5 separate regions of the Mus musculus genome follow, and regions 1, 3, 4 and 5 are each linked to region 2. A link is a contact called in public promoter capture Hi-C data. All regions are on one chromosome and are shown on one strand. Each heading gives the region's core, a stretch centred on a gene start, on an enhancer-like site or on the middle of the called end of the contact. The rest is flanking DNA. Distances are from core to core; before and after follow the strand shown.

Region 1 (5,699 bases), core at 2,775-5,274, 2.1 Mb after region 2:
CATCTTTGGCTGAGGTGGCAGAACAACAGACCTATCTAGGTGGTCTCTTTCACAGTGGTGGAACAGGTCTGAGCCAGCCTGCTCAAGGAGGCTACACAAATCATTAAAAACAAGCACCTAAGGGGTAATAAAATAATATATAAGATAAAACAAAACAAATAAATTAGAGTAGGACACAAACAAAACAAAAACCAAAAACCAGCAGGAAAGACCCAAGAAAAAGCACAAGAAGCAGATATAGACACAGAGACCCACTTGTTGGCACAATCAGGAATCCCATAAAAACACAAACCACGAAGCTATGATACAGAAAGAACCTGTAGGATGAAAGGAGAAAAAAAAAATAATAGAAAAGTAGGAAAAGCCATGACAGGGCAGTCTGAGGCAAGGAATCTTGAAAAGGCACCATTGAGCTCCTTAGTGCAGCCAGCTGCAGTAGTTTGCCCCCAGTGAGAAGAGTCTGTACTTTAGTAAGCGCCTTGGTGAAGTATTTAACTTCCCATGCAGTTAGTCTTTGGCACCAGAGGACCACTGCTTGAACAAACTTAGTGATAAAAAGAATCAACAGTGCTACTTATTAAAAATCCAAGTTTCCATATTGGACAAGCATTTCTAAGGGAAGACTGAAAATTTGGATTTTTAACAAGGGCCCCTGGCTATTCGTGGGGAAACCTGGACACTACTATGGTGACTTCCATGACCAAGCTCGCTCAGTCGGTCAACAGGTTCTCCAGCGCAGGAGTTTGGATTAAAAAGAAAAAAAGAATTAGATAACACTGTGGCATGGGTTCAGTCAATTCTGAGACTGAAGGTGGGTTTATTTTTTCCAATCCGCTTTTATACCACTTTAATTACATGCAGGTGGGAGAGTAGTATAATGAGGAATCAAGCAAGACAACAGTCAAGGAACAAGTAAGACAATAAACACAAAGTCCCGTGATCACGCCAGTGATAAATGTTTCTAAGGATGATCAAGATATCTGAGCCTATGTCTTTGTTCTACCCTAAAGTCAGATTCTTACTTCCTTGTCCGTGGCCAACATCAGGTACCTTCCTGTACTTACTTCTTTGTCATACCCTAAAGTCAGATTCCGTGCCTGGACTGACTTGTCATGGCTAATATCAGATTCCTGCCAAGTGGCACCCCCAAAGGCTCTCCACACTTCCACTTTTAATTTTATGTTCTAAATGTAAAGAACAGAACAAAATATCTGACTTAGATAAGGATGGCTTCATTTGAAAGAAAGGGCCCACTCTGCAGAAAAGGGCCGATTATAAAGTAACACGTTTTTGTCTACCTTAGACCTTTTGGTGCTTCAGACCCATAAATCCAAGTGTTTACACTTCCTTTTGAAGTCATAAAATCATCCTAAACTCTTTCTTCAAGTTAAAATCACCATTTCCCTCTAAGTCTGGCTCTTTTCCAGTGCTCCCTATCTCTCACTGATGGCATTAGCAGTGGGCCCACCAGGACTCTCCAGTGATTTTTCTCTTACCCGAAACCTTGATATGAGTCTGTCACCAAGGTCTCTCACTTTATAATTTGTTCCATTTGCCCTTCTTATTTTTATTTCCTCCCTCTGTCAATTAAACTATGCCTAACTTCACCCATCACTTGTGCATCCTAATTGGTCCAATGTTGGCCAAACTTGTGCTCCCACACCGTAGCTGGAATGATTTTGCTCTGATCTTATCAGACTCCTGTTTTCTCAAGAAAAGGATTAAGTTTTGTTTTTTAGAAAACAAGGCCAAACTGATCTTTTAGTGTGGTGCCCAGTTTCACATTGTATCGCTGTCTCCTTGTCCAGTCACAATGGCCTCCTTTTAGTCTCTTAGGCTTGCAATGCTTGCTTCAAACAAAAGGCCTTTACATAGGACACTCCTTGTGTTTCTTCACGATTGTGTTTCTTATCTTTTGGATCTAATTTGAGTGTGACCTCCTTAAGAAAGCTTACTCTAACACCTCTGGCTAGATTGACAAATTCCCCACCTGTAAGTTTTCATAACACCTAAGAAAATTGAATACCCTCTTCCTAAATTAGTCTTAAAATTCTATCAGCTTGAACAGTTTGTTTCCTCTCTCAAAGTAGTCTCTGGATTTCACTTCTTTAGATGCTGTCCTGTTACGGTTTAGGCTTAGTAGGGAGCCACTCTTGAGGACTTGTTAGAACAGCCGCTCCACTGGCTTTCCCATCATCCCTGGCTGCTGTGATGCCTTCTAACACTGTGAACATAGAACACTTTTTAACTTGTAGTTTTCTTCCCACTCCTGTTGGATGCTTTATTGTAGCTATGGTATGCTTCCTCAGTACTTAACGAAGGGCCTAGTCCATAAATACTCAAAATCATCCTGGAGTCTGCAGTTTAGCAGTATATCCCATGTTTAGTTCTGTTTGTCTTTCCTGCATTGTCCTGTGACACACTTCCTTTTCACTTTCTTCATTTCTTTCATGGTACTGCGGACTAAATCCTGGGCCTTGTATACACTAGATAAGCTTACTACCATCTAGCCATATCCTCGGTGGATATCCTCTCCATTTATAAGACAAATATAAATATAGTGCTGTCTTTAGCACTATACATATTTTTCTACTTTGTTTCCTCACTTGAAAAATACTTGGGAAGATTTGAGAGATGATTTAGACTTTATGTTTCCCTTTCAAACCTGGCTAGGCTAACATTTTTTCTCATGTGATTTCCCTAGAAACTTTTTTTTCAGGATTAGATCTTTTAGAATCTTTGCCTCTAGCTAGCTCTCTTCTCTCTGTCCTGTTTTATTTTTAAACTCCCTGATAGCTCAATGAAAAACCCTAGGACAAGTATTAGCAAGAGTCAAAAACAAAACAAAACACAACAACAACAACAAAAACAAACAAAACTTTCCTGTTCCCTTTAGGAAAGATCTGAGACAAGAGGCAGCACGAGTTTTATGTTCTTAGAAACTACCAAGGCTGGGAAATAAAATGGCTAATTTTCCAAATAAAAACTGGTGAAATGTCTGTTTACTTTCTTCCACATTGGTGAGGCGATACATGGCACACTAAAGTTTAGCTCTCTCCTATTCTTTTAAGTTTACAAAGCTGTAACTGAAGATCTTAGAATTTAGGGGATTATCTTACAAAGTAGATACTATGTCTATGCCTTCTTCTCTGCTGGTGTTGTCAGTGTAAACATAGCATATTATTATATCTATTGCACTTTGAAAATCAGAAACATTTTCTTCCTTAACTAAAGAAGAAAAACCCGTAAAAGTGATTGAACACAGAACATAAAAGCTTTTGTTGAAGTTTCCCTCCTAATTTTGCCTATGGAGCGCCCCCACCCCTCCCATTGAAGTTTTGTTATTGATACTTGCAGTTGACTGGAATACAGCCTTCTTTAGGTCGTTTTCAATTCTTAGGGAAATACAGCACTACTGTTTAAGGGGCCCCAGTTATTCAGAGGTTTTGGAGATTGTTAAGAGTGTAATTTTGGAAAGCTCAGCCTTTGTTGCTACCCCTTAGCTTGAAAAGACCATCCTTATCATTTCAAGTTCTTCTCATGCTGGTGAGATAAGCGCGTAGTCATGAAAGGACCCTTTTTGACGTCCAAGAGCAACAGAAACAAGCCTAAAGCCCTCATGGGGTATGGCCAGGAGGTGTTATGTATGATGTCTGTCTGTCTCTCTCCACTTGCTTGGCTGGGATGGCTTCTGAGCTATGCAATGTAAACTTTTTTGCTGCCTTCTGGATGACAGCTGATCTGGGATCTCAGGTACCCTCTCTTTTCCAGACACACAGGTCTCGACCTTCAACGTCCCTCCCCTTTGTCCTCCCCACTCTTCTCTCGCTCAGAAGGTCTGGGACAATCAGGATCAGTTTCTTTTCTTGGCGAGACTGGGGCGTGGGAGTTGTTCATGAGAAAAGGAGGCAGAACTAGTAAGAGTCAGTCGGAACCGCCCTACCCTGTGGTGCCCCGAGGACCGACAGCCTACACTAGCGCGGAGGATACTCAGCCTAAATCCTCCTGCCACACCCGCCGCTCTGAGGCACCAACGGCTGGGCCGGCCGGATCACGTGATGGGGGAGCGGCGCGCGCCGGCTGCAGCGCCCATTGGCTGGCGGCAGGAGCGCGGGGTTTGATGGGAAGGCATTGGCCGGGCCCAGCGCTCTATCTGTAGGTGCTGCTGCCTGCTCCAGAGGCTCTACGCGGTGGCGACCCAGGCTTCCCCGAGTGGACGCCCAGGCCGAGCGGCGCCCGCTTTTCTCAGGTAGGACTGTGAAGGGAGGGCCGCGTAGACGGAGGCGCTCCGGACAGCGGGAACCAGTCTCCGGGTTCCTCGGCGCGCCGGCCCGGGTGCCTCCGCCCCTGCCAAGTGGCCTAGAGCTTGGTGGCGGCTGGGGAACACGCCGCGGGGCTGCTGCCCTCCGTACACTGTTGCCGCCTTCTCTCGTGGATCGCCCTGAACAGCGGCCCGAGCGGCTCCGGAGCGCACGAGACCCGGCTCTGCCTCCCCTGAGGCCGGTGTTCTTTCCGGGTATGTTCTCAGGGATTCCGCGCAGTGGCTGTTTAGAGCCCGAGCCCTTGGGCCCCCCCTGTGTTAAGAAGTGTCAGAAGGTCCCAGAGAGCACATCCCTAGCTGAAATATCCACCCTGAGAGCCCCGATCACCTCCGCGTCCACCTGAGCTGGCACGACGGGAAGGTCTGAAAACTGTCAGTGTCATGCTGCTCCGTCCGCGTGTGGGCGTGGATTGTGAGCGACTTAGAGGAGCTGCTCCACAACCATTGTCCTTACTTATTGGAGGGACAGCGACCAGTCTGAGGGGTGGGGTAGGACGAAGGTGCGTGGTGACAGGAGCGACCCGGGAAAAGCAACTCCAAGGGGCATCAGTAGGTTTAATTCTTTGATGGTGTGTTTGCGGACGGAGAGTTCGGATTGGTGAATTTATTTCTGCGTGCAGTTTTAAGCAACACCTGCGACTCACTGAGTTTTCAGTGTTCTGTTCTTACTTTTTGGTTTCTGGTTTGTGGTGCTTAGAGCCTATTGTTTTCTGTCTCTGTGGCCTCAGTCTTAGCGTTGACAACATTGTCTAGAGGTGTGATGGATGTGAGTAAATTTAGTTACAGGCATATATATGTTCAAGCTGGCAGGCAGGGCTAATACCTAGTTCCCAAAGGTCTCCATAGTGCCTTCTTAGAAGAACAAAGTTGATTTCGAATACGAACCTTAAGCAAGAGTGGTTCATTTAAAAGTGAAGTTTTAAAAAGTTCCTTGACATCTATTGGGGTCACCATAGTAATGATGTTAATAAATGTTTATGGTGTTTATATGTTGGAAGAATGCTTGGATAGGTGACTCTAATAAAGGTATGAGTTCATATAGAAATCTCCCTGTCAGTCTTTTTTATTTTTAATTTTTATATTTATTTATTTTGTGGTGGTCATCTCATATTAAAAGTGCTTTTAGAAGTGTGCTTACCATTTTTTTTTTTTTTTTTTTTGGGCAATAAACCTGGTGTAAGATATTTCAGAGTTGCCTATTTGGACATTTGAAAGCGATTTCGAACAAATCACATTTAAACCCAAATTGTGTAGTATAATGTGGAGATGCTGTTAAAGGTGACTAGTTTATATTTAAGTTTGGAATCAAAGGTTAAAAACCACAAAACTCCATTTCTTTTGTTGTTTTCTATGAAGGCTTATACGTTTATTATAATGG
Region 2 (5,169 bases), core at 1,253-3,752:
AGACTCAGGGGTTGGTACTTGTCAGCTTCGCTGAGGCTTGGGACAGGGACTAATCTCCCTCCATCTCCAACTTGCTTAACGAAGCTCTTGGTAGCAGCAGCAAACATATTAATATCAAGATGTCATCAACTGCGACCCTCAGGCAACGAACCCATTTTTGAAGAAGAGAATCAGACACCAAACTAAGCCTTCCTTGATGTTAAATACAGTTACGCAGGTTAGAACTATAAAGCCCACGCTCACCAAGTAGTTTGCTGGTGTGCAATTCACAACAGCACCTCCCTTCATGAACTCGGGTAATGAATAATAGATGGTAGTGTAAATGATACACTAAAAGCAAGTCTAACTCGGAATGGCAGCCTACAGAACTAAAATATATAGAGAAAACTAATTCAAACTACCAAAGTCCTTGAGGAGACCACAGTTGAAAGGGCTTTCCCCCCAGCAATGAGCCAGTTGGAAGGAGGCTCACAGCAAACGGTGCAAGTGGGCTCTAATCTAACATTAGGCCTGGATATGATCTGCAGTGGCCATCATCCAAGAGGAATTCTTTCACAAGTCCAGCAGGTGAATTTTGGCAGCAGAAAAGTACTTTTTGAAGCTTCACAGTGTACAGATCCTAACACAGGCATGTCTCTCATCCAGATTTTTGTATGCTTGTGAAACTATATGTTTAGTACCACATATCAATTCACAGACTATAGAGAAAAACAATTGGGTGCAGATCTCTATAGGGTCTTGAAGGCTTTTTAGTTACTATTACATTACATATTAAAAACTACTATGGAAGGTTCTAACTCTGAAACTAATAGCTCAGACTACATCAACTGATAAGAGTCCTGCTGAATTTTACCTCCTTTTTGTTGCTCATTGCTATCCAATTACTCTACCTATAAAATAGTTACATAAAGTTTTGGCTTATTTTCAAGGAAATTTTGTGAATCCATTAAATTAAATTCTAGAAACAAACCTATACTGTCTGGCCATAGGTGGTTGATATATTTTGAGTGTCTCTGTGGTTGTTACAATACGATATTCATTAACACATAAGTGTAATAGCATTATTGGATTGTAACCCGTGTATATTATACAGAAATAAAAGCGAGAATAGGCTTAACCTAAGCCCCAGTAGAATTCAATTTGGTTCAATTCCGGATATTTTTTCCTTGCTTCCAAGTGTTTGGGCTCTCATACAACCAAAACAAATTTCCATCACAGAACCAAATACTTTTGTACATCAACCTAAAACTTCCATTAAAAAACAAACAAACAAACAAACAAACAAGCAAACAAAAAAACCTTTTAGGAGTCTCTCAGTAAGAATATTTCTAGAATTCAATTCTAGAGCATTAAGTAAACACAGGAGCCATTGTGCAAATAGTTCACAAATTCTAAGACGCTCTGAAGCGCTAACACACCCACAACATACTCTGTAGGTGGAGCGTTCCAGGTTAACGTCATCACTCTCCATTGCACAGGTCAACCGGAAGAGCAATCCTGGAAACTGGTCTAAATATCCTTGCTATGCACTCCACCTCCAGCATCTCTTTGGGGATCCCACATGTTCCCAAAGCAGAGGTTCTAAACCTGTGGGTTGCAAGTCCCCTGGGGTTGCATTATAGTAGCAAAACTACAGATATGAAGTAGCAAGAAATAATATTATAGTTGGCGAGGGGGAGAAGGGGTTGTCACCACGACATGAGGAACTGAATTAAAGGGTCACAGCATTAGGAAGAATGAAAACCACTATCCTAAGCAGGTCACAAGAGTCCGCCAGACAGCAGCGGGCCCGCCAGACAGCAGCGGGCCCAGGGATCCAGGGCTCTTAAAGCCACTGGCTGCCCCTTAGCTGACGCTCTCGGGTCTCAAGTTTCGGGGCCAAGATCCACAATTTTCTTAGTAATTTACCATTCGAATTTTTAAATCTTTCTTAAAGTAGTCCAACCCTTAATCTTTTTTCCTTGCTCCTCAAACATGCTAGGCTCGTAGCCTACTACTAGCTTTCTCGCTGAGAAGGAAGCCACCTCCCTTTAAGGACAAAGGACTGAGGCTCTCTGCACCACTAAAGGCGGGAGGGGAAACTCGGGGAACCGAAGCGGGGTGCAGGCAGGAGCCGGGAAGAGCCGGGACATGCAATGGAGGCGGGGCCTAGAAGGGTGAGGGGCGGGGCCGGGCGCTCAGAAGCTTTGGAAGCGGAACGGGGGGTGGGGGGAGGCGCCTGCAGAGGCTGGGAAGAGCCCGGACTGGCAGAGAGGGCGGAGCCAGGTCGCAGGAGGGGCGGGGCCGGGCTCTGAGAAGCTCTGGGAACCCAACTAGAGAGCGGGCGGTAGCTGGGAAGGACAGAAACTTGGCAGAGAGGGCGGAGCCCGAGGAACGGGAAAGGGCTGAGCACTGTGGCAAAGTGGAGCAAGAACATCGAGGGGCTGAGCATGGCAGAGAGGGGCGGGGCAGAGAGGCTGGGCAGAGAGGGGGTGTGGCCGGCTCTTCCGCGCCGAGGCCCCGCCTCTCCTTCCTTCTCCTCCTGTCCCTTAGCTGGAGGGAGGCAGGCAGCGATTCGAGGGGCGTCCAAGCGGCAGCGCGGGCACGCTCCTCTCGGGAACTGGCCGACGTGGAGAGGGAGGACCCAGATCCACACTTCTCTTGATTGCTGTGGCCAGCCGTCCCTTCTCGCCATGTCCCATAGCAGGCATCGTGCCGAGGCCCCGCCGCTGCAGCGCGAGGACAGCGGGACCTTCAGGTCAGCGCCGGGCCGTCGAGGCCTCAAGGCCCAAGACGGGTGGGCAGCGGGGCAGGGGCAGGGAGCCGGCTGTCGGGCAGCATTCTGGGTAAAGCTCCCCCCTCTCCCGGCGTGGCGCTGGGCCCGCCCTCCGGGCCCTGGGGGTCTGCTGCGCGCCCCGCCCCTCTAGTGACCCTAGGCAGCTAGCCGATCGGGAGGACTTGATCAGTGTTGAGGCGCAGACCCGGGTGTCTAGCTGCCTAGTCCAAGCCCACCCGATTTCTTTCAGCATCCCTCCCACCGCTCTCAAGTTCTCTGTACAGACCTCTCCACTCTCCTCCATGGGCTGCAGCACCCGGGGACAGGTGCTCGCCCAGGCCTTGCCACTGATCCTGGCCGCTGGGGAGCTGCAGAACCTTTTTGTCACCATTTGTGACTGTCAAAACTGAGAAGTGGATGCTTTTGCTTCCCTTTCAGCTTTGACGTGCAATGCCTACGTTTTTTTCTGGTTTTTGCAGTTTGGGCAAGATGATAACAGCTAAGCCTGGGAAAACACCGATTCAGGTATTGCACGAGTACGGCATGAAGACCAAGAACATTCCAGTTTATGAATGTGAAAGATCCGATGTGCAAGTACACGTGCCCACTTTCACCTTCAGAGTAACCGTTGGTGACATAACTTGCACAGGTCTGTATGCAGTTAATTCCCCATGACCATGTGGATTGGAGGCCCTGATTCTATGTTGCTTTTCAGTAAGGAAAAGCGCCCTTTTAATTAAGATGGCTGTGGGAGTGTACTCTGAAGACAAGAGACTCCAGGATCAACTTCATTTGTTTCGCTCCCTAGTTCTGTCTCGCTAAGATGTAAGGAAGCTCAGACACTCCCAGCATCCTGCACACTTTCCAGTACCTGGGGAGCCGGCTAAAGTTCCTCTTAAGAATTAAAAACTGGAAATATTCTTGGAGCTCCGATAGCCAAGTCCGTGGGTGCTATCGCCTTTCAAAGTTACAAAGTTACCAGCGCAGAGGCTAGTAGCCACGCCGTCAGAATTTTCCGAGTTTCCCTTTTTATGGACACATCTGGAACTTCGGATTCTTGGTACCTACCACGCTTGAGTGTGTGTCCATGAAAAATCAGGGAAACATAGAAGACTCCCATACTGTATTCCTTCAAGCTGCAGCGCACAGTAGCTTCTAGTTCTAAATACTATATAAGTATTTTGTATAAAATTGTTTCCTCTTTTTATTCATGAAGTGGCAACTTTAAAAACCTTTTCATAAGCTACATGCCCAAGGTCACACACCAATGAAGTTTTAAAGTTCAGATTAATGCCTTCTTTTAGTCTAAGCCTGAGAAAATGGTTACCAGAGTTGCCATTTGTAAACGTGGACATTATTTTCCTACATACCTATTTAGCTGAAAGCATAAAAATTGTTAAATAGTTTAATTTGTAAATATACAAAGAAAAATTAGAAAAAGCTAAAGTTCCACTGTCTGCTAGTCTGAGCATATCATATATTCAAATATGGGGACCTGAGGTTGCCTATATTTATTGGAGCAACTTCAAAAAAAACCTGAAGCTTTTTAAATGTTTGTGTGTGGGGTAGATTGGTTGTAAGTATGCACTGGAAGTTTCCTTATGGAAATACACACGGTTAGAGTTGCGTTGCTACTTTAGCTGGTCATTTTTCAAATATTTGGGAGAAATGTTCAAGAAGAAAAGCCATTTTCCATTTTAGTGCATTTGGGTTAGAGATGAGCAACCTATTTCAACTGCTCTACCTTAGATCCCTCTCATACAGCCCTGTCTTCCTGTCGTAACTTCTCAGCCTTCCCCGCTTCAACTACTATCTAAAGACTATAATTCTGGAGGCAGGTGAATTTCTGAGTTCAAGGCAGTTCTGGTCTACAGAGTGAGTTCCAGGACAGCCAGGGCTATACAGAGAAACCCTGTCTTGAAAAACAAAACAAAACAAAAAACAAACAAACAAAAAGACTGTAACTCTGAAATCTTTGTCTTCAGCCAGGAACAGACATATCTGCCTGTGTGCTTTCTGGGCATCTTTGCTTGGGCATATTAGGGAAAGACATCTCAGACTCTTGTCCTGAACTCAACCATCTTTTCATTTAAACTCATTTTTCTTTCTTACATTCCTTTTCCCCCCGCTGGGAGGCACCAGAGTCAGTTGGTCAATAGAATTTTGAGGTTGTCTTGCTGACTCTGTCCTGTCCCCTTTTCCCCCTGTCTTTGTGTCTATGTTGCCATAAATCCCTGTCTTCTGGACAACTGTTGAGTCAGCATCTCTCTTTCTCTTGCTACCTGTGCTCTAGAACAGTAGTGGTTCTCAACCTTCCTAATGATATAACCCTTTAATTCAGTTCCTCATGTTGTGGTGACCCCAGCCCTAGAATTATTTTGTTACTACTTAATAACTTACGAAATTACATACTC
Region 3 (5,177 bases), core at 1,806-4,305, 2.7 Mb after region 2:
TCTGGAGTGTCTGAAGACAGCTACAGTGTACTTACATATAATAAAAATAAATAAATCTTACCAAAAAAAAAAAAAAAAAGAGGCAAAGGCAGATGAACACCTGTGAGACCAGCTGTGGTCTCCATAGTGAGTTCCAAGATAGCCAGAACTATGTGGAGACCCTGTGCCAACAACAACAATAACCAAGTTTAGTTTCTGTTCTTGTTCCCTCCAACATACTGTCTCCTTTATGAATAACTAGCAGTTCGCAGTAACCCTTGGCTACAGAGCAAGTTTCAGGCCAGATGGGGATACATTAGACCCTGTCAGGAAGAAAGGAAGGAAGGGAGGGAAAGAGGAGAGAGAAGGAGAAGGAGAAAGACAGAGATAGAAAAGGGAAGAGAGAAAGGGAGAGAAGAGAAAAGAAAAGAGAGTAGAGAAAAAGCAGGAGTGAGCGTGCATGGTGGTAAGAATATGGAGGAACTGGAAACCTTGTATTTACTTTAGAAATATACAATGGTATAGCCACTGTGAAAGACAGCATGTCCTTTTAAAATATAATTATTATATGATCCAGTATTTTGTGCTATGTATCCAAAATAATTCAAGGTGGGGACTCAGATGTATTGTTACAACTATGATCATAGTAGCATTATTCACAATAGCCAAAGAGTAGTAGCAGCCCAAGTGTCCTTCACCAGTGAATGGTTAATCCATGTGTGATGCATGCATCTATACATACATACATACATACATACATACATATGGACATTATCCAGCCTTAGAAAAGAAAAATATTCTGACACATGTCTCAACCTGGATAAACAATAAAAACATCTGCTGTGTGAAAGACATCAGTCTTTAACTAGGTGCTGTGACCCAGGACTCTCAAGACTGAAGCAGGAGAATACAAAGTTCCAAGCCAGCATGGACTGTATGACTAGATCCAATCTCAAAATCCAAAACTTGACCTTAAGAAAAGGGCAACTGTCTAGCTGTGGAGGCACAAAACTTTGATCCCCACACCTGGGAGGCAGAGGCGGGAGGATCTCTGTGAGTTTGAGGCCAACCTAGTCTACAAAGTGAGTTCTAGGACAGCCAAGCCTACACACACACACACACACACACAGAGAGAGAGAGAGAGAGAGAGAGAGAGAGAGAGAGAGAGAGAGAGAAATCCTGTCTCAAAAATAACCAAGAAATGGGGCTGGAGGGTTAAGAGCACCACTGTCTGCTCTTCCAGAGGCCCTGAGTTCAACTCCCAGCAACCACATGGTATATCTGAAATCAGCTACAGTGTGTTCATATACATTAAAGAAATAATAAAAAAAGAAAAGCAGGAGTATGCTGTGAGATGCCTCAGTGGGTCAAGGTGCTTGCTTGGCCCTACACCTGTCGACCTGAATTCAATCCCTGGAATCCGCATGGTGAGGACAGAGCCCTGGCTCCCTCAATCTGTTCTCTGACCTTTGCATGCACACTGTGGCATATGCACCTATACACACATCTGTCTGCCCTCACATATGCACAGAATAAATAAATAAATGTAATGAACTAAAAGAAACAGCAGCTAGTTACAATGAGACAAATAATGCAGGACTTAGATGAAGGATCTAGAATAGTCAAGTTCAAAACAAAAACAATGGTGATTTTCTGAGGCTGGAGAAAATGCTATGGTTAAAACAAACAGACTGAGCAAGTTATAATTTTATATCTAAAAACATATCATATATACATACAACTAAATATGTATATAAAACTAAAGAAAAAGAGGCCTCAGATTTGAAAAGTCAAGAAGTGTCTAGGAGGAGGAGGGGGGAGGAAATGGGAGGGAGTGGTGTTTGAATAAAAAATTGGCCCCCACGGGTCCATAGGGAATGGCACCGTTAGGAGGTGTGGCCTTGTTGGAGGAAGTGTGTAACTGGGGGGGGGGGGGGTGCAGGCTTTGAGGTTTCAGAAGCATAAGGCAAGCATAATGGCTAACAGTGGTCTCTTCTGGCTGCCTGCCTTCTTCCTTCAGCTATTCTCAGCTCTGTCTCCAGCACCGTGTCTGCCTGAACACTGCCATGCTTCCTGCCATGCTGAAAATGGACTAAACCTCTGAAACTGTAAGCCAGCCCCAATTAAATGTTTGTTTGTTTGTTTCTAAGAGTTGCGGTAGTCGTGGTGTCTCTTCACAGCATTAAAACCCTAAAACAGGGGAGAACCTATGAGATTATATTATCTCAAAAAAACTATTTTAAAAAAATCAATAAGAAGACCAGACGTTGAACTACAGCCATTTATCTGAGACATTTCTGCATCCATCTGGTTTGTTCAAAGTTATCAGAACTGGGTGCTGAATAGATTTTGAAAACTATTCAGGCACTTTTTTAGTCCGAAATGATGATACATTATTATCTCTTAATTCTCCCAGTTATAATGGTGGAAGGCAGCAGAACACAGTGGTACATGGCTTTAATGTCAGCACTTGGAAAACAGAGGCAGGAGGATTTCTGTGAGTTGAAGGCTAGCCTAGTCTACAGAGTTGCAAAGCTCTTGAACCGTCATTTGTTCTTCCCAGGACTTCTAGGTAGGTCTTCTGAGAAAAGATTTGTCGTCTTAAACAAAAGCAAACAAACAAACAAACAAAAAACCCTGTTTTAGAGTCTTACAAAGAAATAATCCCGCTGGAGTTGGTTATGAAGAAGCTAACTACTTGGAAGGGTGAAAGTGGACGATCAAGGTTCTCCCTAACTTACATACTGAGCTCAAGGCCTGCCTGAGCAACTCACCCTGTTTGAAATAAAAGCCAAATCAGGGTCGGCTTGTAGCTCCCTGGGAGAACCCCTGCCTGGCACGTGCAAGGAGCGAGGCTCAGTCTGCGATAGCGACAACAACTAAAAATTATCTGCACCGTTAGTAACACTAACAAAGCCAAGAGTCGTCTTCAGTGTGCTTTTCATTTCACTGGCCGCCAGCCGGTCACGGAGGGGGCCTGTCATTGTCCTCCTCTGAGAGTTACCAATAAAGTTGTTACAAAGTGACCTTGAGCGTCTTCCCCCGCCTTCTCCATCCGGGTGCTGCGGCGCGGATAAGAGCCGCACCGCGCTTGCGCGCCCAGCCCCACTGCTTCGACCTCTGCCGCCGCCACTGCCGCCGCCTCGGGAGGTAAGCGAAGGTAAACGGAGGGCGCGGGGCCCGGGCCGGGGCGGAGCGGGTCTCCCGGCCCTGTCCACCGGGCTTGCGCTTCCCGGGCACGCGGCCACGCTGACCGCCTGCGCGGGGCCCCTCGGGGCCGGGGTGGCAAGGACAGGCCCCTGGGGGGGACACTTGACCTTAAGCCTCTTTTCGCTCCGCAGAGAGGAAGCGGGAGAGGAGCCCACGTCGCCTGTCACCTAGATCCACGCCGCGCCGCCAGGAAGAAAGATGTTCGCCTGCGCCAAGCTCGCCCGCACCCCCGCTCTGGTGCGTAACCCGGGCCTCGGCCCAGCATTCACGCCGAGGGACCGGCTCTCCTTCACCCTTGCCCCGATGTCCTCTCCTCCCTCCCTCCCTCCCAACCCTGGGGCCCGCAGACAGTTCCCGGCCATGTGTCCCCCCCGAGGCCTAGCTGACAGGCCTTCTGGGCGTAGGTCACAGCCTCCTTGCTCGTGGAGCGCGCCCCTCCCCCACCGCCCGGTCCCTATGGAGTTGGGGTCGACGCGAAGGTCGGGGTGCTGAGAAGTCAGGAAGGGGCAGCTGAGGCCTAGTTGCCTGCACAGCGTTTCCCGTGCGCGTCTGTAGGTCAAACTCGCCGCTGCAGAGGGAGGGACTTTGCTTCCTTGTGTGGGCGGAGAAAGGTGTTGGGGAGCCCCGAAGCTTGCTTTTTTGGAGGCTTTAAGTGAAGTCTGAATCTAAAAGATTTGTGCTAGAGAATCGGGTCCTGGTTCTGGAGGGATTTTCTGTGACCTTAGTGTCCGTGGACACTCAAGGGCAGAGAAGCCAGACTGCCAGATGTCCTTATAGTGAGAGTATTGCAACGGCTGTTAAGCTGACATCAAAATGCTTAACTCTATAGTAAATTTAGAATTAGTGGGTATTTAGGAATCCTTTGAAAATTGTAGGAGCTTCATTAGCTGCTGGACTGTTGTAAATGATCAAAATCATAGCGACACCCTTATGAGCCCACATAACTTACTTGAATTTACAGCACTACAGTTACTGAAACTTCCACAACACTCAGTCACTTGGTAACTAATTGGTCTTAGGATTTTTGTTTACAGATAGATTAAATAGAACATTCCATGGTTCATTAGCATAAAATTTTAGGTTGGCTTTGTGTATGCACAATGACCAAAGGCCATGCTAATTGCAGAGATAATAAATCTGTTCGTTCTCTTCTGCTTTCTCCTTTAGAGTTTAAAGTTGCACAAGAGGTCACTGAAGACTAATGTGTACTCTTTAGTACTTGAAATTCTTTCTTTTCCTTCCATTAATAGATCCGAGCTGGATCCAGAGTTGCATATAGACCAATTTCTGCATCAGTGTTATCTCGGCCAGAGACTAGGACTGGAGAGGTGAGTATTAATAACAGAAATTAGGAAACACTGTCAATAAGTCTTACAGAGTTGTTATCATGAAGGGGTGTATTAATGGGTGGTTTCTTTCCAGTTTTATTAAATAATACATAGAAGGTGAGCCACTGAGAGGAACTTTTGGCCAGCACAACCTTCTGAATTAGCAAATAAATATTTTAGGCTGTATTTATAGTTTTGAGTTATCTGTGTTTAAAATAGCCACGGTTATCCAAAAAAGCCTGCTTTGTTGAAAAGCATATTCATTATTCTGTTTTATACTTTTAAAAATCCTAAGAGGTATAGGTCTTGTTAACTATCTTATACGAGATAAGAATTATATCAAGCTCTTGGTTTTCTTTTTCCTTGAGCCATACAATTATTTATTCATACCAAGCTATAGTATAAAGAAGTTACTGGTTTTGGCACTATAGTAGTTAAAATCAATGTGATTACTGAATTGACCTTTGCCTTATTTCCTCTTCCCAGGGCTCTACAGTTTTTAATGGGGCCCAGAATGGTGTGTGTCAGCTGATCCGAAGGGAGTTTCAGACCAGTGTAATCAGCAGAGACATTGATACTGCTGCCAAATTCATTGGTGCAGGTGCTGCAACAGTAGGAGTTGCTGGTTCTGGTGCTGGTATTGGAACAGTCTTTGGCAGT
Region 4 (4,898 bases), core at 426-2,925, 2.2 Mb before region 2:
GAAGGGGACCTGACCGTGTGAGTCCTCCCCTTGTAGACATTACCTTTTAGCACTAGTGGATAACTTAGCAGTCGTTTTGCTAGAGAGTTTGGTGTTTTTCTTCTGCTGGGTGGCAGAAGGTTTTCTTTCTTCCTGTTCCTCGGGCTCTGGAGCGGCAGGGTCTCGCTGATCTGCATCTGAACTGCCACTGCTGGTGCTAGGGCTCTCATCATCCGACCTTTGCCTGTCACTGGACATCTTGGTGAACTTATCTCTGGGAAAACTTCTAAGGAGAGAAGAGACCCATGGAGAAACATTAGATCTTTAAAAAAAAATAGCAGCATGCACTTCTCAATAAGCACCTTTGAGAGTATTTTATTGAAAAGGATTCGAAAGTCCCTGTACTTAGGGTGCAGCACGTTACAGGGAATCTGATACGTATCATAATTTATAATGCAGGCGTTGAGGGATTTACCAAAATGCAAGTTGGAAAACCCACTCACATTTTTTTCCCATCCCTTGGACAATCTATCAATTGTCTACTTTCTCAGAAGGCATGAAACAGATTTGCCAGGGAACTTGGGCAACGGGCATTAATAACATATGACAACTGTAAATAACAGATCTCGCCGAGAATGTTCAGAAGTCACTAATACCGTCTAAATATTTACAGGCTGACACCGGTCTGAGCGATCAAATCCTCCTTCCCAGAGGAAAAACATACCCCGTTAGTCGCCCATATGCTTATTTACGGTGACGGGGTCCTCCCGTGCGCACCGAAAGCCTTTGAACACAGCACTCGAATTTAAAAAAAAAAAAAAAATCAACTGGCAGCCGCCCCACAGCCGTCCCCACGGCCGGCGGCGAGGATTCACCGGGCCGAGCCCGAGCTGCCACCCGGGGAAGGGCAGGCTCCAAACTGCACCTTCTGCAAAGCTCCCGGTGCCATCGACGTTCCCCGCTCAATTCCTCCCTCACCGACCGACATTTTGTTATTTTAAAAAAAAAAAAAAAAATCCGCAAAGCGGCCAAAACCCCGAGGGCAAAACAAACAAACAAACAAAAGCCCTCCCCCACCCCCCACCCCCAGAAGTGCAACAAATTGGCGCGGCCCGCCCCGGGGCGAGCACTGGGCCACGCAGCTCCGCGGTCCTTTGTGGGGAGGGCCGCGCAGGGGACCGCGCCACTGCGCCCGCCCGCCGGGGGATGCGGGACCCGCCGCCCCGCGCCGCTGACTGACTAGCGCGGCGGACTGAGGAGCGCGGCGCCCGGCGCGAACAAAGCTGCCGCCCCCGCCCCCGCCGCCCCCCACGCGGGCCCCGGCCCCGCCGCCTTACCTCGGCCGCCCGCCCGGCCCGCTCGTGCGCCGCTACGCTGTGGGGGAGGGAGAGCGCCGAGGAACCTTCCTTGAGGAAATGGAGGCAGCCTGGGGGGGGCACCGGGGGGGCGGGAAAAGAAGCCGCCGCCGAGGCTCCGGCCCGGGAGTGTGGAACATCGAAAGTCGCAGGCGGCCGTGCAGTGCCGCGCTGCGGCCGGAGGGTGGCGCCGCCCCGCGCTCCGGGAGCCACGGTGGGGTGGGCGCTCTGCCGGCCGAAGGCGAAGGCGCAGGGACGCGGGAGCCCCCCGCGCGCTCAGCCTCCCGCCGCTGCGCTCGGCTCGGCTCGGCTCGGCTCCTCCCGGTCGCGCAGTCAGCAAGTTCCGAGCGAGCGGGCGGGCGGGGGAGGGGCGGGCGCGGCGGCGCGCGTGCTCGCTGCTTGCCTGGCGGAGGGGGCGCGAGCGGCTCCCGCGCGCCCCCGCGCGAGCGCGCTCCCGCTGCGCCTTCTTTTTTTTTTTTTTTCCGCCGGGTGGGGGGTGGCGGGCGGGGGGTGGCGGAGGTTGGGGAGCTGGGGGGCGGGGGGGCAGATGCGCACGCGTCCGCCCGCGCGCGGCCGGGACAAAGAGCGCGGCGGGGACCGGCGGGCTGGCCCCTGCGCCCTTGGCCGCCGAGCTCGTACTGGAAGAGGAGGACGAGGAGGCGGGGGCGGGGGCGCGGTCTCGCGGGGCCGCGGGTGGCTTCCGGCCTGAGCCCGCCTCCGGGCCGACGCTGCCCAGTGGACTACCCGCCCCTGAGGTTAGGGGCCGGCGGTTACCCCGGGAATCCCGTACCTGAGCGAGAACCCTGGCGCGTGACTGGGGCTTCCCCGGTGCCCCGAGAGGCAGGCGATGAATGGTGTTATTGAGGAGGCCAGGCACGCAGGCAAAGGAAAGCTGCTTCTGGCCCCTCTGAGCTGAAGGAAGTAGCAAGGTAGAGTCCTGGGCTTCTGAGCGAGGTGAATAGGATTTTGAGACCAGGGGACCTACCTCGGCTAATCTCTGGCTCCCGTCCTGCAATGGCGCTGCCAAAAGGGGACTGCCCTCTGGACGCTTTGGAAACTTACAAAATCCCAAACTGTGTTTTAAATGTCCCGCTCAAGATGTAAAAAGTGGAGTGAGGAAGTTTAGGGGCAATAACCCGATGTGTCTGGCGGCGGGCTCTGCTTTGCGAGAGAGAGAGAGAGAGAGAGAGAGAGAGAGAGAGAGAGAGAGAGAGAGAGAGAGAGAGAGAGAGAGAGAGAGAGACCACTTCTGGATAGAGAAGCCATGGAGGGACTGACTCTATATGACACTGTCCTCATTAAAAGTTTTAGATAGGAATCAGGAAGGTTGCTGGTTTACTCCTGCCTTGCTTTTTGCGGAATCTTCCAAGTGGAGTCCAGTTTTGCCCCAAGCACAAAATAGACAGAAGTCCAGAAACTTCCTGTTTGCCGCTCCTGAGACCATGTTCCAGTGATGGAACCTCGAAGGAATTTGTGCATTCCTCTCTCAAGAGTGTTCAGGGCCAGGGGTCCTGGGAGGAGGAGTTCACAGAAGAAACTAGAATGGCGGAGCCATAAGACATGAGCCAATGCTCAAGAGAAAGGAAAATGAAAAGAAGTGAGCCAACATACTATTTTTCCTCCAAATAGAAGAGCTTTGGTAAAAAAAAGAAAAAAAAAATACTCGAAACTATAAATAAGTCACATCTGTAACGTTTCAAAGATACAGATTCAGTGAACTTACACAAGCGAGCTATATCCTGGTATATGCTAAGCACATAAACTGCTTCGTGTGTCCAGAGCCGTCTCCTTACTCCCTCCCCGACAAGAGCTCTGCCAAGTGACTGGAAAGAGACCCCATTATTGACATTCACCTGGATGGGGAGAAGGGTGTTCCAGTTTGAACAGAGTCATGTGTGAAGAGGGATAATGGTCTGTTTGTGGATCAATCCCCCAACACTTCGATTTGACAGAATGAAAGGGAGCAGATGGGCAGGGTCTGAATCAGACATCTCCCAACTTTACATTAAGTAACACTCTTAAGTAACTTTACATTAAGTAACAGACACTGCTTGAGTAGCAGGCAGCCAGTGTTGAGTCTGGGCATTGTTGTGGATGCAGCTTGGCTGTGTGTTAAAAGGTGAGAGGCTCAGGGAAATTCAATACCCTAGAAATAGCCTGAAGGCCCAAAGGCTAATTGTTAACAAAAAGTCCATGAATCTTTGGCGAGTTTGGTTTCATGGAGCCCAGATCGATGGAGTATTTGGGAACTACCAAATTCTTAAGCAGTTGGGAATGCACTTGTTCTGCTCAGTGTGTAGTTGGTCAGAAAGCAAATAGATAAAGACTAAGAAATACTGTATTACAGGAGAAAGAAAATGAGATTGGAGAGTGAGAGCAACTGTGTACAAAGTAGAGAGGTGTCCTGTGCTAGGTCCACAGGACCTAGAGAGGTGTCCAAATATGTGACAACCTTTATGTAATAAAAGTTTCTTTAAAGTTAAACAACTGAGTTATTAATGCAGCTCAGAGTTGTGGTGATGGGCTTGAACCAAGACAAGTTATATTAGACTGAGCCTGGAGGGATCTGTAGGCCTGGAGAAAGTATATACAATAAAGAAAACGTTCTTGGTAAAATATCTGAAAACCATTTGGGGATATATAGCTCAATAAAAAAGTGTTTGCCCACATGCTCATGGGCCTGGATTTGATCCCTAACACAGGGCAAAGGGAAAGCAAGAAAAAGAACTTACTAGGCATGTAACAGGTAGTACTTTCCATGTCGTTAAGCTAGGAAGACCATTGAAAGGATCTGTAAGGTTAGAGAAAGAAGCCTCTGCCACTACAAGACTAAGTACTCAGACACACACACACACACACACACACACACACACACCCATTCAGTTTACTAACGGGGCTGGTCAGGTGCTTTTTCTAGCTGTCCTTCAAAGTACCATGATGTTACCTCCCTGACCCAGGAGCAACTCTTTTTTTTTTTTTTTTTTTTTTTTTTTGGGTTTTTGAGATAGGGTTTCTCTGTATAGCCCTGGCTGTCCTGGAACACACTTTGTTGTGTGTTGACTAGGAGCAACTCTTAAATTATGAACTGTTGGTTTGGGTAAGAGCCAGGTGTGGTGGCGCACACCTTTAATCCCAGCACTTGGGAGGCAAAGGCAGGCAGATTTCTGAGTTCGAGGCCAGCCTGGTCTACAGAGTGAATTCCAGGACAGCCAGGGCTACACAGAGAAACCCTGTCTCGAGAAAGTCCTTCCTCACAAGGCACCCTACTTTGTACTTTTTCTATTTGTTTTTGCAATGTCCATGTTTGAAATTAGAGATCATCATGATGAATAACCACTTCCGGTGATATATAAGTTCAAAGTAATACACATTATCCCCTAAAATACATAGCAGTTCCCCTACAAGATGCCCACAAAGTAGTACCAAGAAGCAGACATCAGCTACATGATGATTGACATCCCCTCCATCCCAACTTCCTTCTGTCGCTTTCCTTGTGTGTCTCTGTCTCTCTCCCTCCCCACCTCCCCTCTCTCTCACTCTCTCACTCACTTTCTCATTAGTATG
Region 5 (5,579 bases), core at 2,415-4,914, 3.0 Mb before region 2:
CCCAGCAAATACCTGCTGTCAGGTCAGTTTACCAGCAATAACCTAATCACAGGTCTGCTCTGAGGCAATTAAGAGCTGGGATGGCCTTAGCATATGAAATGAATTGTTATTTTCTTTGCAAAATTAGAAGGGAGGGGGAGAGAAAGAGACAGAGACGGACAGACAGAGACAGAAAGAGAGAAGGCTAAAGAAACACTCAGTCCCTCCTACCAAAACAAGCCAACAAGAACAACAACAAAAATATAAAACCAAGATTAGAAGAAAGCGCCTTTTCAGTGGTAAGTAACTTCACTTAGTAAAACAAACCGGTTACAGGCGTCAGGAAGAGTTCTTAACTCTTGCCTGCCAGTGGAGCTGGCAGCTCAGAGCACAACCTAGGCAGCCTCGCCACCTCCACAGCCGCCTTTCCTCACAAACACAGGGAAGCCTGAGCATCTCTGTAACGTTTTAAACTCTAACAAGTACACATTCTCCTCCCGTAGCTTTGCAAAGTCCTCAGCTCCCCTTGGAATCGGAGTCAGGGATCAGCCAATACTGACTTTTCTCTCCCTCAAGTTTGTAGTTCAAACACGAATGTCTCCCAAGTTGTTTTCAAACACAAAGATATCTTTACTTTTCCCAGTTTTGTGACTTGCATCACAGAAATATTCTTGTATTCTGAAGGGTCTAGTCTGTGATACAGGCTTCAGTTTCTCAGTAACAGTTCTAATGATTTGCATTAGAAGTGGGGTGCATTCAGCTTCAACTACGCTGCTCAATGCCAATTACAAACGCAAGCAAATCCCTAAGCAAGGTGGTCCTGTGAAATTCAGTGCTTTTGAGACTGGAGTTGAAGAAGAATCACCAGCAAGTACCATATGGGCCCTGACAGAACTTCAATTTTAGGGTTTTGCAAACATTTCACATTTGTATCATTAAAAATCTTTTTTTCCCTCCTGGTAGCTCTTTCCTTAGTTGGGCCCAAACACTACAGTGGCCTGTGTCCACAGCTGCCCATGCTATTCTTCACTGACAGAAAATGGCAAGTAGGCAGAACGTAACTGGACTTCTTCAAAAGCAGTTCTCTACTTCTGGACACCTCCCTCCAAATCCCACCAGAATCTTCTACTGCTTCTTAGACATTGTGTCAAGTCATTTGGTTAGTAAATAAATCAATATAGTTATCAGAATAAAGACTCCACTGGAAAAGAAAAAACATGACATCTTTACCCTGAATATGGATAGCAATGAGGAAACAGTATTGCAGAATTTACCAAGGAAGGAAAATGTCTTTCAGATCATCTATCTGCATACAATATACAAATTATGTTAATGATCATCTCAGGTACACACAAAAACTACTTGTACATTGAATAGGGGTAAGTACATGAACAAGAAAGAAATCTACGACAGGTTTCCTTAGATAATTATATAATCTGTGCACATTAAGTTTAGCAATGATACTTCTGGAATTTTCTGGACCAGTCCTGAGTCCTGGTCAGTGTTAGCATTAGACTACTTCATTTATCTAAAAACTGTTTTTATTTTCCATCTCCTTGATATGATTTCTTCTACAATCTCAATTCCTATATATCATTTTTGAAATGTGATTTTTCTCTTGTTCTTACATTTGAAAAAGAAAAATCCTTCGACTATCCCCTTGAGATAAAAACGCTAGAAATTTTAAGACCTGTTTTCAGTGTAAGCCAATAACATATTAAGGAGTGGATTTTAAATGAGACCAAGATGTAAACTTTAAAGTCCTGAATAAACGCAAGGACAGACTACTCCGTTCCCTCCTTGATGTGGAAACGTCAGAGATGCTGCTTTGTAAGTTCTCTCCTAGAAAGTTCTGAAGATGTACATTTAAAAATCTCAGCCTTCTAATCTAACACTGTTTGATGGCGAGCCCCTGGCACACAGTATAGTACTGTGCTTTGTAAAGGCCATATTCTTGTCATCTGAAAATCAAGGGGTTAAAAGAGGCTGATGGTTAACCTAAAGATGTCTTGAAGCAATGTATTTGCCTCTGTGCATCTTTAAAAGGAATGCCTATACATCCCATAATATTTCAGACGAGTCTATGATGCCTAAGTAAAATTCTGCAGCTAACAATCAGTATGGCTCCAGTTATGAACTAAGACAGAGACAGCTATTGGTCTTTACAGGGAAAAAAAAAAAAAATAATTCCATATGTGAGTAGCTTTCAAAAAGAAACAGAAAAAAAAAAAAAAACCAACAACCAAATAATCCCTAGGATAAACATAATTTGCGAAAACAATAATATGCCCAGAAGCAAATGCCAACCAAAGTTTAAAAGTTATAGTCTTCACACACAAGGTTTTTCAAAGAGCAAATAAACTGGGGGAAAAAATAGAAGTAAAACACATTTTACTTTAGTCAAATTTACTTGTAATAAAACCCATCTCCTCTGTATTTTATCAAACATTTTTGTGCAGGTTGCCAAAGTATGTAACTAAACAGACTCATAAAGTATGAATGCCTTCAAAGCTCCATTTCCTTCTGCGAATTCCAATGCCATCTGACAAAACCCTGTCCCAGGACTTAAACTCCAAGGAGCAAGTTGGCTAGTTTTAATAGGTCCCCAGAGAGACCTAAGGCACACAACACAAATTAAACCCCAGTTAGTGTAGCTAAGTAAATTAAACTCGTCTATAACACGTTTGAAAGGAAAATGATTCTATGCCAGATATGCAGATGCCAAAATAAAGAAAAATAAAAGGTTCTGTGAAACATCAAAATTATTTCAAGAGAAAGCACGACCAGCCAAAGTAGCATCACTGTGACCTGTTTTAGTTTCTGATCTGCTGCTGACATCATGCCCGGACTGCTGAAGTCGTCAACTCGGTCACCAAATAATCAGCGGCCACAGCACTTCCAGTTCTAATCGCTTCTAGAAGGAAGCTATCGGCCGGCTCACTTTCCGGTTCCTAGCTTACAGTGACCACGGGACCCAGAGACGAAGTCGAACCCCCTCGCTTCTCCCCCAGGCAACCCCCGCTTTACTTACCGGCAGTCTTTGAGCCATATCGCGATCTTCTCGTTGGGCACGTTTCCTGCGGGAGTAGAGCGAAGGGACAGCTCGTTAAAGACCCCAAACATAAGTACTCAGAGGCTGTGCCATCCTGACACTCCCTTGCAGGAGAATCTGCCCTGGCAACCCGTAGCCTCCGAGAGCCTTCCCGGCGCCCGACCCAGGGGAGCCAGCCGGCAGCCAGGTGCACATGCTGGAGCTGAAGCGCGGGTCACGCGCGCATTTAAAGTTCGGGGGCGTCCGGTCCCCGCGCCCGGTGGCACGGAGCACGCCACCTCCCTGATCGCACGTCCCTGTCCCGCGCACCGACCTCGCCCCGCGGGTGCCGGCAGCTTCGTGCCTGGGAGGTCCTCCTCGTCGTCCTCGTCCTCGTCCTGCGTCGTCGTCTCTGTGGACAGATCCTCGGTCTCCGACGCCTGCCAGGAGCTGCGGCACTTGGCCCAGGCCTTCCTCCTGCGACTCGCCACTTGCCACTCCAGTTCCTCCTCCGCCTCCGCCGACAGGGGTCGGTTCATGGCCGCGCCGGGGGCTCCGCGGGCCCAGCCCGAGCCTGCGCGGGACACAGCGGCGGCTGCGGGGACCCCCGCCGCTGCTGTCAGCGCCCAGCCGGGCAGGGGGCCCGGGGGAGCCAGAGCGGGCGCCGCAGGAGGAGGGGACAGGGAGGGGGGGAGGGAAGGAAGGGAGGGAGGGGCGGAGGGCCGGCGCTTCACGTGAACCCGGCCTGGCGGGGCGCAGGAGCGCGAGTGGCTCCGGCAAGCCGGGTAGGCGCCGAGCGCCCGCCCGGCCCGGTCCCGCCTACTCTAAGACCCCGCCCTGCCCCCTTTCTAGCCACGCCCCCGCTAATGCACAGTCCAGCCTCTCGCAGCTGTGCGCCACGCCCACGACGGAGGCCACGCCCTCTTCCGGTGGCGGTCTTGCCGGGAGGTGAGGACGAGAGTTGGGGCGGGGCACGTCCTGACGGGCTAGGAGCCGAACCGCCCCTTCGCGGTGGCCTCAGGAAAGAGCCAGATTTGTTTGTTTGTTTGCTTTACAGCTTTTCCTTCTCTCAACTCCTCTCTCGTCCAGAAATAGAGGTAAAGTGCCAAGGCCAAGTCTCATAAAACGCCCCCGCGTGCAAACAAGTGACTGGGCTGCTGAGACTTAATCAGTGTAGGATGCCTACAGGATTGGGCAAGGATGAAAGAGACGTGAGATTGTACTGTCAGCTTGTCAAAGCTTACCTTGGTGTTGCTCGCACATTTTGAGAAACCTGTGTGTCCTGGTTATGTGAGGTATGAAAATCCAGTGAGAAAAAAGTGGGTATGTCACATTGAAGCTGCAGACAAAAAAAAAAAAAAAAGGAAGTGAAGAAAGCGACCTGGGAGTATAAAGAAAGCTAACTGCTTGGATTTGGGACTTAGAAGATGTAACAAGAAGCAGGTCATGCCAAGCTTCTGAAACAATTCTTAAATCCCAGCTTCCTCCGTCCCCTTTATCATACTTGTATTTCCTATGAGGAAAAAAAGATTAAAATTCTATCCAGATTGAGACAAAGTGTTACATATCAAACAGTGAATGTCCTAAACCATCTACAGACAATATAGAAAGCTTCCAACATTTTATTGAACTCTGCAAGCAAAGTGAGAATAGTTTTTTGCTTTGGTCTATTTTTATGCTTTTTCTTGACTAAAAAGGACATTTTTACATAAATAATATTTTAAGGAAGAAATTTTCCACTTGAAATAGATATTTGCAGTTCATAAAAGTCCAAGTTAAGTGTGCATTCATAAATGAAGGAAATAGTTTTTGGAACACAGAATGTAGTGTCCTTGAGATGAGATGGAACCTAGTTTCTTGTGCAGGCCTTTGCACATAATCTATTCATCTTTAAAGTAGCACAGGGACCTTCCTGTCTTTGGTCCTTACTTCTTTCTAGCATGGTCCATATGTTTGATAGTTCCCAATATATCATTAATCATTGATAGAAACAACAACTCCTGATGGTTTATCAATATCCCCAAGACCAATTCCAAAATCCAAGCTGGCTTCCCGGAGCCATCCCAGCATTATCATGGCCCTCCTGCACTTACAGTGAACTGTAAGGGGAGCTACAAGGATGGTACCAGCAACTCAGTGACTTGACCTTTCACTGGTAAGGGATCATTTAGTTATTAATATGTCTTAGACTTTCAGGAGCTCTATATTAAGGATGAAGGTACCTCTTTCATATCCTTCCAATGCAGCTGCCTGTGGAATATGAGACAGATGAAAAGAAAGTGCCTAAAGAAGTGTTGGTGTGGTTGGTCAAAGGCTGTAGAGGACACTGGCTCCAGTAGTTTTATCCAGGGCCCTGTTGGATTCTGTCCCATCCATTTGCTGTCTCCAACTTCCACTCTGACACATCCATGTGCTGTGGCTGGTTCTCTGTCCTTGCTTTTTAAATCATTCCTGTTCTGTCTACTGCCTGCATGAACCAGCTGATCCGGGATGTCTTCACTCTGTGGCTCCCCCAGTCATGATCACATCCTATTTACAGTTCCTTGATGTACAACAGAATGTACACGCT

The links. Promoter capture Hi-C pulls out the DNA fragments that hold promoters and counts their contacts. Capture Hi-C pulls out chosen DNA fragments and counts their contacts.
Region 1: a promoter capture Hi-C map of liver shows a contact between it and region 2, with 6 times the contacts expected there. The contact joins the promoter of 4930445N08Rik here to the promoter of Prkra in region 2. A contact is called at or near these places in 3 of 39 promoter capture datasets (liver and pre-B cells), 1 of 484 Hi-C or Micro-C datasets (CD4 T cells) and 1 of 9 other capture datasets (liver).
Region 3: a promoter capture Hi-C map of adipose tissue shows a contact between it and region 2, with 3 times the contacts expected there. The contact joins the promoter of Atp5g3 here to the promoter of Prkra in region 2. A contact is called at or near these places in 1 of 39 promoter capture datasets (liver) and 2 of 9 other capture datasets (adipose tissue and liver).
Region 4: a contact with region 2 is called in a promoter capture Hi-C map of pre-B cells. The contact joins the promoter of Ube2e3 here to the promoter of Prkra in region 2. A contact is called at or near these places in 2 of 39 promoter capture datasets (liver and pre-B cells), 1 of 115 datasets of contacts at active chromatin or transcription factors (astrocytes) and 1 of 9 other capture datasets (adipose tissue).
Region 5: a promoter capture Hi-C map of pre-B cells shows a contact between it and region 2. The contact joins the promoter of Itprid2 here to the promoter of Prkra in region 2. A contact is called at or near these places in 3 of 39 promoter capture datasets (the 3T3-L1 cell line, liver and pre-B cells), 1 of 115 datasets of contacts at active chromatin or transcription factors (astrocytes) and 1 of 9 other capture datasets (liver).

Annotation. Positions count from the first base shown.
Region 1 is chr2:74,577,369-74,583,067 of GRCm38.p6, reverse strand. 4930445N08Rik (RIKEN cDNA 4930445N08 gene) reads right to left here and starts at 4,024. Exons shown (of 2, transcript NR_166470.1): 1 at 3,944-4,024. It overlaps Lnpk (lunapark, ER junction formation factor), which reads left to right and starts at 4,120. Exons shown (of 13, transcript NM_027133.3): 1 at 4,120-4,249.
Region 2 is chr2:76,645,360-76,650,528 of GRCm38.p6, reverse strand. It overlaps Prkra (protein kinase, interferon inducible double stranded RNA dependent activator), which reads left to right and starts at 2,502. Exons shown (of 8, transcript NM_011871.3): 1 at 2,502-2,737; 2 at 3,235-3,404. The coding sequence starts at 2,673. Pjvk (pejvakin) reads right to left here and starts at 256. Exons shown (of 6, transcript NM_001080711.2): 1 at 1-256. The coding sequence starts at 107.
Region 3 is chr2:73,909,204-73,914,380 of GRCm38.p6, reverse strand. It overlaps Atp5g3 (ATP synthase, H+ transporting, mitochondrial F0 complex, subunit C3 (subunit 9)), which reads left to right and starts at 3,055. Exons shown (of 5, transcript NM_175015.3): 1 at 3,055-3,129; 2 at 3,321-3,426; 3 at 4,440-4,517; 4 at 5,004-5,177. The coding sequence starts at 3,388.
Region 4 is chr2:78,865,824-78,870,721 of GRCm38.p6, reverse strand. Ube2e3 (ubiquitin-conjugating enzyme E2E 3) reads right to left here and starts at 1,675. Exons shown (of 6, transcript NM_009454.2): 1 at 1,317-1,675; 2 at 44-265. The coding sequence starts at 237.
Region 5 is chr2:79,633,510-79,639,088 of GRCm38.p6, reverse strand. Itprid2 (ITPR interacting domain containing 2) reads right to left here and starts at 3,664. Exons shown (of 18, transcript NM_080558.4): 1 at 3,345-3,664; 2 at 3,011-3,056. The coding sequence starts at 3,549. Gm46751 (a long non-coding RNA gene) reads left to right here and starts at 4,027. Exons shown (of 2, transcript XR_001783386.2): 1 at 4,027-4,107.